2 separate regions of the Mus musculus genome follow, and region 1 is linked to region 2. A link is a contact called in public promoter capture Hi-C data. All regions are on one chromosome and are shown on one strand. Each heading gives the region's core, a stretch centred on a gene start, on an enhancer-like site or on the middle of the called end of the contact. The rest is flanking DNA. Distances are from core to core; before and after follow the strand shown.

Evidence for each region. Promoter capture Hi-C pulls out the DNA fragments that hold promoters and counts their contacts.
Region 1: a promoter capture Hi-C map of hippocampal neurons shows a contact between it and region 2, with 4 times the contacts expected there. The contact joins the enhancer-like site here to the promoter of 4933402D24Rik in region 2. A contact is called at or near these places in 4 of 39 promoter capture datasets (the 3T3-L1 cell line, hippocampal neurons and neural stem cells), 1 of 15 datasets of contacts at CTCF or cohesin (pro-B cells), 3 of 484 Hi-C or Micro-C datasets (cerebral cortex and stem cell-derived neural stem cells) and 5 of 115 datasets of contacts at active chromatin or transcription factors (differentiating embryonic stem cells, embryonic basal ganglia, embryonic fibroblasts and 2 more).

The regions. Positions count from the first base shown.
Region 1 is chr1:64,053,378-64,057,654 of GRCm38.p6, reverse strand. All of the region lies in intron 2 of Klf7 (Kruppel-like factor 7 (ubiquitous)), which reads left to right. Among named protein-coding and RNA genes, the nearest start is that of Mir6899, 13 kb to the right of the region's middle. Within about 2 kb of position 1,509, at least 18 of the 459 cell types and tissues checked have an H3K27ac peak or open chromatin away from gene starts, as enhancers often do. A contact at or near this core is called in cerebral cortex and hippocampal neurons, where this site is marked.
Region 2 is chr1:63,767,341-63,771,435 of GRCm38.p6, reverse strand. 4933402D24Rik (RIKEN cDNA 4933402D24 gene) reads left to right here and starts at 2,169. Exons shown (of 3, transcript NM_001256158.1): 1 at 2,169-2,255; 2 at 2,894-3,051. The coding sequence starts at 2,231.

The DNA.
Region 1 (4,277 bases), core at 260-2,759, 290 kb before region 2:
ATCTCTATTGAATGAAACACTAGTCTCAGGACTTGTCATCTAGAGACCCTTCACACTGGTCTCTAGGCATCTTCACCATTTCTCTGTACTTCATAACAGGCCTGTGAGACTGATGCCAGACAAGAAATTAGCTCCATTTAGTTGAGGGGAATGAATTCACAGACCTCATAACTCTCCTAAGAATGCACAGTAATCTCAGGAGCTGGACTAGAACCCGGGCCTCATGCTGGAGAGGAGCTTGCCTGCATATGCATGTAGATGTGTTTCTACTATGCTGTACTTGCATACGAGGTACCTTTTCTGGAGACTGACAATGTGACTGAAAGGGGAGAAAAGTGACTGAGTAATGGAATAGTTTTTTATGCTGTAGGTCCTGGTCATTGGATATGGAACCTTTTCATCTGCTTCTCTGTTATCGTATACATTCACTGGGTCCTTCACAGCTTTTGTGTCCAAGATTCAAGCTAGCTCAAGATTATGTGTAAGATTTCCCCCCCCCCCGCCTCTCTCTCTCTCTCTCTCTCTCTCTCTCTCTCTCTCAACCTGGGCTCTTAGCTCTGTTCTAAGAAGCTGTTTACCACCAGGACTCATTGTCATCTTATGTTCTCTGTCCCGAAGGGTCAGATTTTAAGGAATTGCTTGTCCCCATTATTCAAGATGGCTCCCAGCAAGTCCACTTTCCACTCCTGTCTTAACAACCAGGGCTTAATCATGCATCATCCAGCAACCCAATGGAGCTGAGATTATTTGGTTACTTGCTTGCCTGTTTGTTTGTTTATTACTTTACTTTTTGAGACCTTTTGAAGCAGGGTCTTGCTTTATAGCCCAGTCTTCCCCGAGCTTGTAGTGCTCATGCTTTAGCTTCCACAACACTGAGATGATGATAGGTATGTACACTGAGTGGTCATTCATTAACCAGTAGTCAGGGGATCTTACTGTAGCTAAGAAGTGTGTAAGCGGAGACAGGAGCTGCTATATGCTCTTGCTCTTAAAAGTAGTTTCTGGTTTAGCCTATAATACAGCCCTCCTAATTTAAAATGCTTGGCTCATGAATTTCCTAATGTGGCCCATGGTCTGGGGGAAATCCCTAGTGCAATCCTAGTTGGTGGTGCATTGGGAATCAAAATAAGTGTGTGCAAGTTAGCTCCCTGTGAAGTGGAGGAAGTTGGTTGGAAGCTTCCTGTACATTTTGCATTTCATGAGAATATAGCACTATTGGAATAATAGGAAGCAGATACGAAATCACCACCTTGAGAGAGCAAGCCTATAGGGTCCGATTGGCCACATGCTAATATTTCTTGCACATTTTCTCCCTCCTGAATGCAAAGTCAAATTGCATTGACATTTTCTTCCCAGGATGCCTTCATTTTTCAGTACAAGAATAAAGAGAAAATATCATAGCTGTGGGTTTAGCGCTGAAGAAATTCAGGCTGTTTGAGGTTAGGGCTCTGGAGTCTGACAGATTGTGTGGGGGCGCTTCTGCATATGTGGGTGTCAGGTGTTTGTGCTGAATTGTTTGCAGATTTGAGGGGAAGGGGAGGTCTTGTGTGTGCTAACGTAGATTCTGTGGATGGTTCCATCATCAAGCTTTCACAATGATCACTATTAGGAAGCATCAGACCGAGGACAAATGCAGATTGAGGAGACAGTGGTGGGAGGAAGGGCAGAAGATAGAGCAGGCCTGTGTGTGTGTTCGCACCAGGTTAATGGAAGGTCTCTGACAGATCTCCAGTATGCTTAGTCTCTTCTAGGCCATGTCACAAAAGGCAGGAGGGAGGGACAGAAGAATGGAGGCAAGCAGTCAGGCAGGGACAGGGGTGGGGGAAGTGGGGAGTCTGGGGGTTAGGGGAGGGGAGGTGGAGAACCCACCTGTGATGGTGACACTTCCCAAGTACAAGCTTCTAGAAGTATGAAGGTCATACATTGTGTCATGTTCTAAACATACAGCTATCACAAGCTAGTTCCAGGGCTCTGGCCTCAAGACAATTAGTTTGTAATTAAGGCCCCTTGGTCTGACTGTTACCATCTGTCTGTCCATTCTTAGGATTATTCCCCATGTATTCACCCTTCACCTCGCTGAGATAAGCCACTGCCGCTTACCATATCTGGGCCTTTTCACATATTGGTCCTTCTCTTTGGAATGGCCTTGTCCCTGACATCCTTCAGATTTCAGTATGTCTGCTGTCCTCTGGGAGCTTCTGCCTTAATGATTCTAATGAGTCAAAGGCCTTTCCTCTCCACATGGCGGCACACACACACACACCACACACCACACTTACCAAACACCCTGGGCCCTGCAGTGTTTCTGTGTGAGCCTGATGCTTCCCCTGTGGGATTTCTCTGATGGAGTGAGTCTTTCCATTCACTTTCATCTCCAGCCATGTAATTGGCAGATGCATATTAGAACTAATGCTGGTGGAACTCAGTGCATGTTACAAAGCGGAGCTTCTTTTTTCCTATCAGTGAATTAGAGAAGAAGTCTAAGAATTGACCTGGCTTGATTTCTGTGGACAGAGATGAAGAGTCCATTATCCTTAAGATAATGCATCTTAAAGGTCTGTGGATCTGGTAGACAAGGCAGTAACAAGCTCTTGTACTATTGGATTTTGGTTGATCGCTGACTTATTAATTAGCAAGTGTTGGGTTGGGTGCAAACGTGTATCTGAGCCTGTGTTAGAATCTTCCTGATGAAAGAGGTAAACAACAAAACATTTCTACCAGTGTTTGGGATAGCATTTATTATAAAGTATATAGCATATAGTATTTATTATATACTTAGTATTTATTGAATTACAAGTATAAAATGTCTCAGTTTAAAAATACTTTGCATCTAATTCTGGTGGGAAAAATCAGGACAGAATATTGTGCCATTAAAAGATAAGTATCTACAAGAAACAAAAAGTAGGGGTCCAAAGATTGAAGATTTGGAGAAGGCCCAAATTTGGGGGGTGGGTATAAAATGCTTTAGTAGGGGGTGACATGTGGAAGCAAACACCATATGAATGGACAAGGACACCCCAGTCAGGAGCGGTGTAGCGAGGTGGTAGTATTTAGAGATGGTGGGCACTCCATATCTTAGAGACGGTCAGTAGCTGGTGAGGTAGGAAAGCAGGTGACAGTTTCATAGACCCTAAGTACCTCAGCAGCGGCATGGGAGCATCAGTGGCCCTAGCATGTCATTGGTCAAAAATACGAAATGTAGACTTTCATTTTGGGGTTAATATTTTTCTTAGACTTTTATGCTAAGGTAAAATAGACAGGTGGGTTGGTTTAGATAATGGCGAGATCCAAGCTCTGGGAAAAATGCTGATCATTTTGGAAGAGATTTGTGTAGGTCCTAGAAGACTTAACCCTTCTCTGTGTGACCTTCATCTCTAAGGTAGATTGGCACGTACTGTGTTGAAAGGAAGTTCCTCTAGAGGAGGCATCTGACTCCCATTACCTCTGAGTAAGCTCTCTAATTTGAACTTTCGGGGCTTTAATAGAATTACATTTTTGACTTGTTAGATTTTAGAGCAAACTACCTTATGGAAATGACTGGGCTTAGACTGTATCGCCCCCGTCTGCATGTGTATACTAAGGGAAAAACAATTGATAGCATCATGATGTTAATCAAAACACTCTCAGGATGCTGACTCCGGACATTTTATAGTATATATGCTTTTGAAAAGCAGCTCTGAGAGGTTTTGATAATCCTGTCCTATTTTTTTAAAAAACAAATATCATCTCTTTTTCTATTTATAGCACATATAGTAGAAAGCTAACTTCTCGTCCTAATAGTAATTTGGGCTGATATTACTCAGTTTTTAGTCAGCAGTAAAAGAAAGTAAAACATATCCAAGGCAGTACATTCAATGTCATCAGCTGAATGATGTCATCAACTGGATGATGTCATCAGCTGGATGATGTCATCAGCTGGATGTGCTGTTCAGAGTCTCTGATGTCATCAGTTGGATGTACCGTTCAGAGTCTGCCGTCTTAGCCCCTGCTTATTCTCTCAGCTGTCGTGTCCTTCCAGTCCCCTCCGCTTTCTGTGATTCCCAAGCACCAATCACCTCACATGGTGGAGTATCATTTAAGCCAGCCCTTACTCAGCCTTGGATGTTCCATGGTTGTTCCTTTTCTTAAAATTTTATTATTATTATTGTTGTTGTTGTTGTTGTTTTCGAGACAGGATTTCTCTGTGTAGCCCTGGTTGTCCTGGAACTCACTCTGTAGGCGAGGCTGGTCTTGAACTCAGAAATTCGCCTGCCTCTGCCTCCCAAGTACTGGGATTA
Region 2 (4,095 bases), core at 920-3,419:
GGTCTTCTGTAAGCTGATTGGGTCACTAAGGAGATGAATATGGGTCTATAAGATAATCGTCAGAGAGCCCAGCCCTTCCTTCTCTTTGGCTTCCTGTCTCACTATGTGAGTTTTCCCATTTACATGTCCTTTCCACGTGATAGCCACTGCCATGTTGCAATGTAGCCAGAGGTGCCACTCCAGGGCTGCCACTGTGTTGTTTAGGATTTCAGTTTTTAAAACTATGGCTAAATAAACCTGGTTTCTTTCTAAACTACCCATCCTTAGCTACTTTGTCACAATGCAAAACAAACTAATAAAAATGACTTGTCTACAGTGTCTCTCCCTCAGTGAAATACAGGCCTGGGGTATAGGGCACTGAAGCCAAAACTGCCTTTGTTTCAGACCTGGATGGTGCAACCTGTTAGACTCACTCCCCAGAAGCTGAGCAAAGAAAATTTAGGTTTTTTTTTTTCAAAAACGCTCCCTATGTAGACGACAAAAATAAAGCATTATTTTGGTCTAACAACTGGCTCTGATGGCTACTTCGCAAACATGGAAGGAGCAGGGTGAGACACAAAACTCAGCCTTGAAGCTTGGCTGAAAGCAGTTCCATTTAACAAGCTGGCCAGGCCCTTGGAGTCATGTTCAAAATGCTGTTTTTATTGTTTGTGCTTTTGCTTTTGTAATTAATTAATTGCCACTAATGCTTTTTTTGTTATTTTTTAATAATTAATTAGCAAGCACTGGGAGCAGGCAGCAACTTTTTCATAGATTGCATAAGCACGCAGAGATAAGAAATCGGCATCGTTGCTAGAGTGCGCATTCACGGATTACTGGGCTGCTCACACGAGAATTACACACTAATTCAACTACAATAAAAAATTACACTTGAAGAGCTTATTATATACTATTCCTTCCCCTTCTGAGGAATGTTTGAGCAGCAGCCTAGCACGGCTGCCATGGCAACTATAATGCAAAATTGGCAGTAACTTTATGAATTGCAAATTCCTCTAAGGGTGTTGGGGAATTTTTTTTTCTCCCTTCCATTTTTAACCATCTCATATGCATTATCCCAGCAATATGTTAAACAAGATTTGGGGGAACTCAGCAATTACTTGGAAACAGGCTGTGTTTTAGAGCCTCAAATTCCATTTTTCTAACGAAGGCACGTGTTCACAGGGAACCCCCAGTTTACCTGCTTTTAATGTTCCCTGTTTTTAACTGAGCTCTTAACATACTGATCACCCTCACCTTTTCTGAGGAGGGTCCAGGTATTCTAACAAATGGACTTGCTATATTCCTTCCCAACGTCTGCCCTAGCAGTTCTCTGAAAATGATGAAAGGGGACAGATAGTCTCAGTTTAAAACAAAAAGAAGAAAAACAATAATCTTACAACCGGCCTCCCCCCTCCAAGTAAATTCAGCTGTGATTCTACATTAAAACGGTCACTAAAAGAATGGTCAGTCCTTCTTGTTTTCCTCCCTCAATCCTATCACGCATGAAGAACATGACAACGGGAAGCAGGCAGCACCCAACATGGTTTGCCTGACTCGGGATTTAAACACTTGCAAAGGTAACCCAAACCATGCTGTTCTGCACGGCTAGTGGTCCTCCTCACTTAAGATGACTGGGATTGAGAGGGGAGTCACCCACCCACAGTATCATGTCACCTTCTACCTCTGATTTTTCTACCTCTGATATTTGCCTCGTTCATGTCACAAGTCTGTTGCAAAAATCACATGAGACAATGTGTTTGAATACTGCCATGTCTCATGAAAATATGACAACGCAGAATTCTGATTTTCAATTTTGATACAACTCTTAATAATTAAAAAAAAAAAGCATAAATGGCCTTTATTCTCTGAGTCTAGTACCAGGAAGAAAAGTGATAGTTTGCCAAAAAATAGTTCAGGTCTTGAGAAACCCTCTGAAATGAATGTAGGAACAAAAATATGAATGGAATCCTACTCTATGACAAAAGACATAAATGGTTGCCTCTCCAATTGGAGAGAACTGTCTGTTTGCAACGAGTGACACAGAAAATGACTTTGTGCAGCACATCTCTAAGAGAAGAGTCTTTCGGTGTCGTCTGTACAGGGCACACAGCAGCATTGTGAGAAGATGAGGAATCTGCTGATGCTCTCTGTTCTGTTCTGTTTCATAGCAACCCCCTATGGTCAGTAGAACACTAACTGTCTCCTACCATTAGACAATAGTCTTCAGAAAGGATGTGCCGCAGAACAGCTGATGGACATGAATTATTTTAGACGAGGTAACCAGAGGAATCCAAGAAGCCTTAAGAGACAGGCTCTTGCGTTGCCCTGAAGAATTTCTGGCCCTAGCTTCCTTCTTTCCTGTCTTCATTTAACCAACATTTACTGAAATTAGATTGTTTTCTGCCCCCAGAAAATAAAGGAAAGGAGCCCACAAGGTCTCATTCACAAAAACCTTTCCAACTGACTGGGAGCAGACTGCACAGCCCCCTCCTCACTCCAACAGGGTTATGAGACAGAAAAGACAAAGCACAGAGGGCAAAGGGGAGAATGGAGACGCATCCTGCAAAGTGGTCAATGAGTTGTGTGGTGCAGGAGCATCCTGCGTGATAAACAGATGGTAGGGACACCGCAGAGGAGAAAGCACTTAGAAAGTCCAGAGAGATGAAACCTGAATGCTGTTGAGGGGTCCGTAGATGGGGCACAAGAGGGTAAAGATAGAAGACCAAAGAACCTTTCCAAAGTGCATCCAGGTCCAATTTGACAGTCTGTGTATAGCAGAGAGGATGTATGTATATATATTAATAAGGAGAAAGGATGCTGTTATCAGACCCGGGTTTTAGGAAGGGCCCAGCAGGGATAGCAGATTCTTTCAAACAAGTCTAGTGGTCAGTCACATCATTCATGTGTCTCCTAGGACAGCCTGCTCTCTTCAGCACGGACCTGAAACCCAATTGCCCCCGCAGACTTGAGATGTTTGCTGCAGCTACAGAAAGGAAGTTAGAATCTGCTGTCCTCCACAACTTCCCGAAGAGCAAGGAAAACATTGGAAAACTGTCAGCCCGCTCTCAGAAGGTGAGCGCACAGATTGCAAAGCGTTTCCACCTCTCCAGCTTGGCAGTGATACAAAAATGCGGTCGGTTCCCTTCCCTCCAAGTAACTCACAGCAGATGCTGATGCCCTTAGCCTCTTCCCCAGCTACAGTTCCCAACATCATTTCCTTCCAGAGGTCAGGCATATGGAGCTCATTAAATTCTACACAGCAACATTCAAACCGTGTGAAACTTTTTGTTTGCAGTGCAATTTAATGTTGAGTTTGATTTAAGAGGAACTGCATATTCTTGGTCCTGGGATGGAAGCCTATTCATCCAGAAGTTTAAAGCCTGGTTTAGGATGATGGGTTGGAGAATTGCAGCTTATGTTGAGAATTTTTAAAGGTGGAAGCACGTCCTGTCTTAGAAATTATCTACTCCAGCTTCATCTTTCATAGAGTGGAAAAAACCAAGGTCTGGACCATTCACATGGTAGAGGTAGAGCCTACAAACTGGGTGTCCTCATCCTTGGCCCAACAGCACTGCTATCCTTGACTCCCCATAGATCAACATACAGAAAGAAAAGACAAACAACCTTTCTCATCCAAGGTAAAACTCACTTCAAAATGAAAATGGCCACCCATTTATAATGTGCTAGTTCTCTCATATTCTATTATAAAAATAAGAACATTAAGACTTTTTCTTGAAAACAACTGGCTTCTGATTGCTACAAGACTATAATATATATAATATGTGGAATGTAGTAGCTAGGAATTTAAATAACTTCCTCAGAGTTATGTGGCATAGTAAAGTGGGAGTCTTGGTGTCTTCACCTGTAAATGGGTAAGATGGTTCTCAGAGTTGGATGTTTTGTTTACTTAAACTTTAAGGGAAATGCTTAAAAATCAGTGGCTGTTGTATTTTGAAGGAGTGGGAGGGCTTCAGTCTGCTTAAACAGACTCATCAAATACTCTTCCAACTGCAGCCTAAAACCTCTGAACCCATGAGCAAAAATTAAACATTTGCTACTCTTGTACTCATTATCTCAGGTACTAGGTCATGAGGGAAAAGCTATCACACACACACA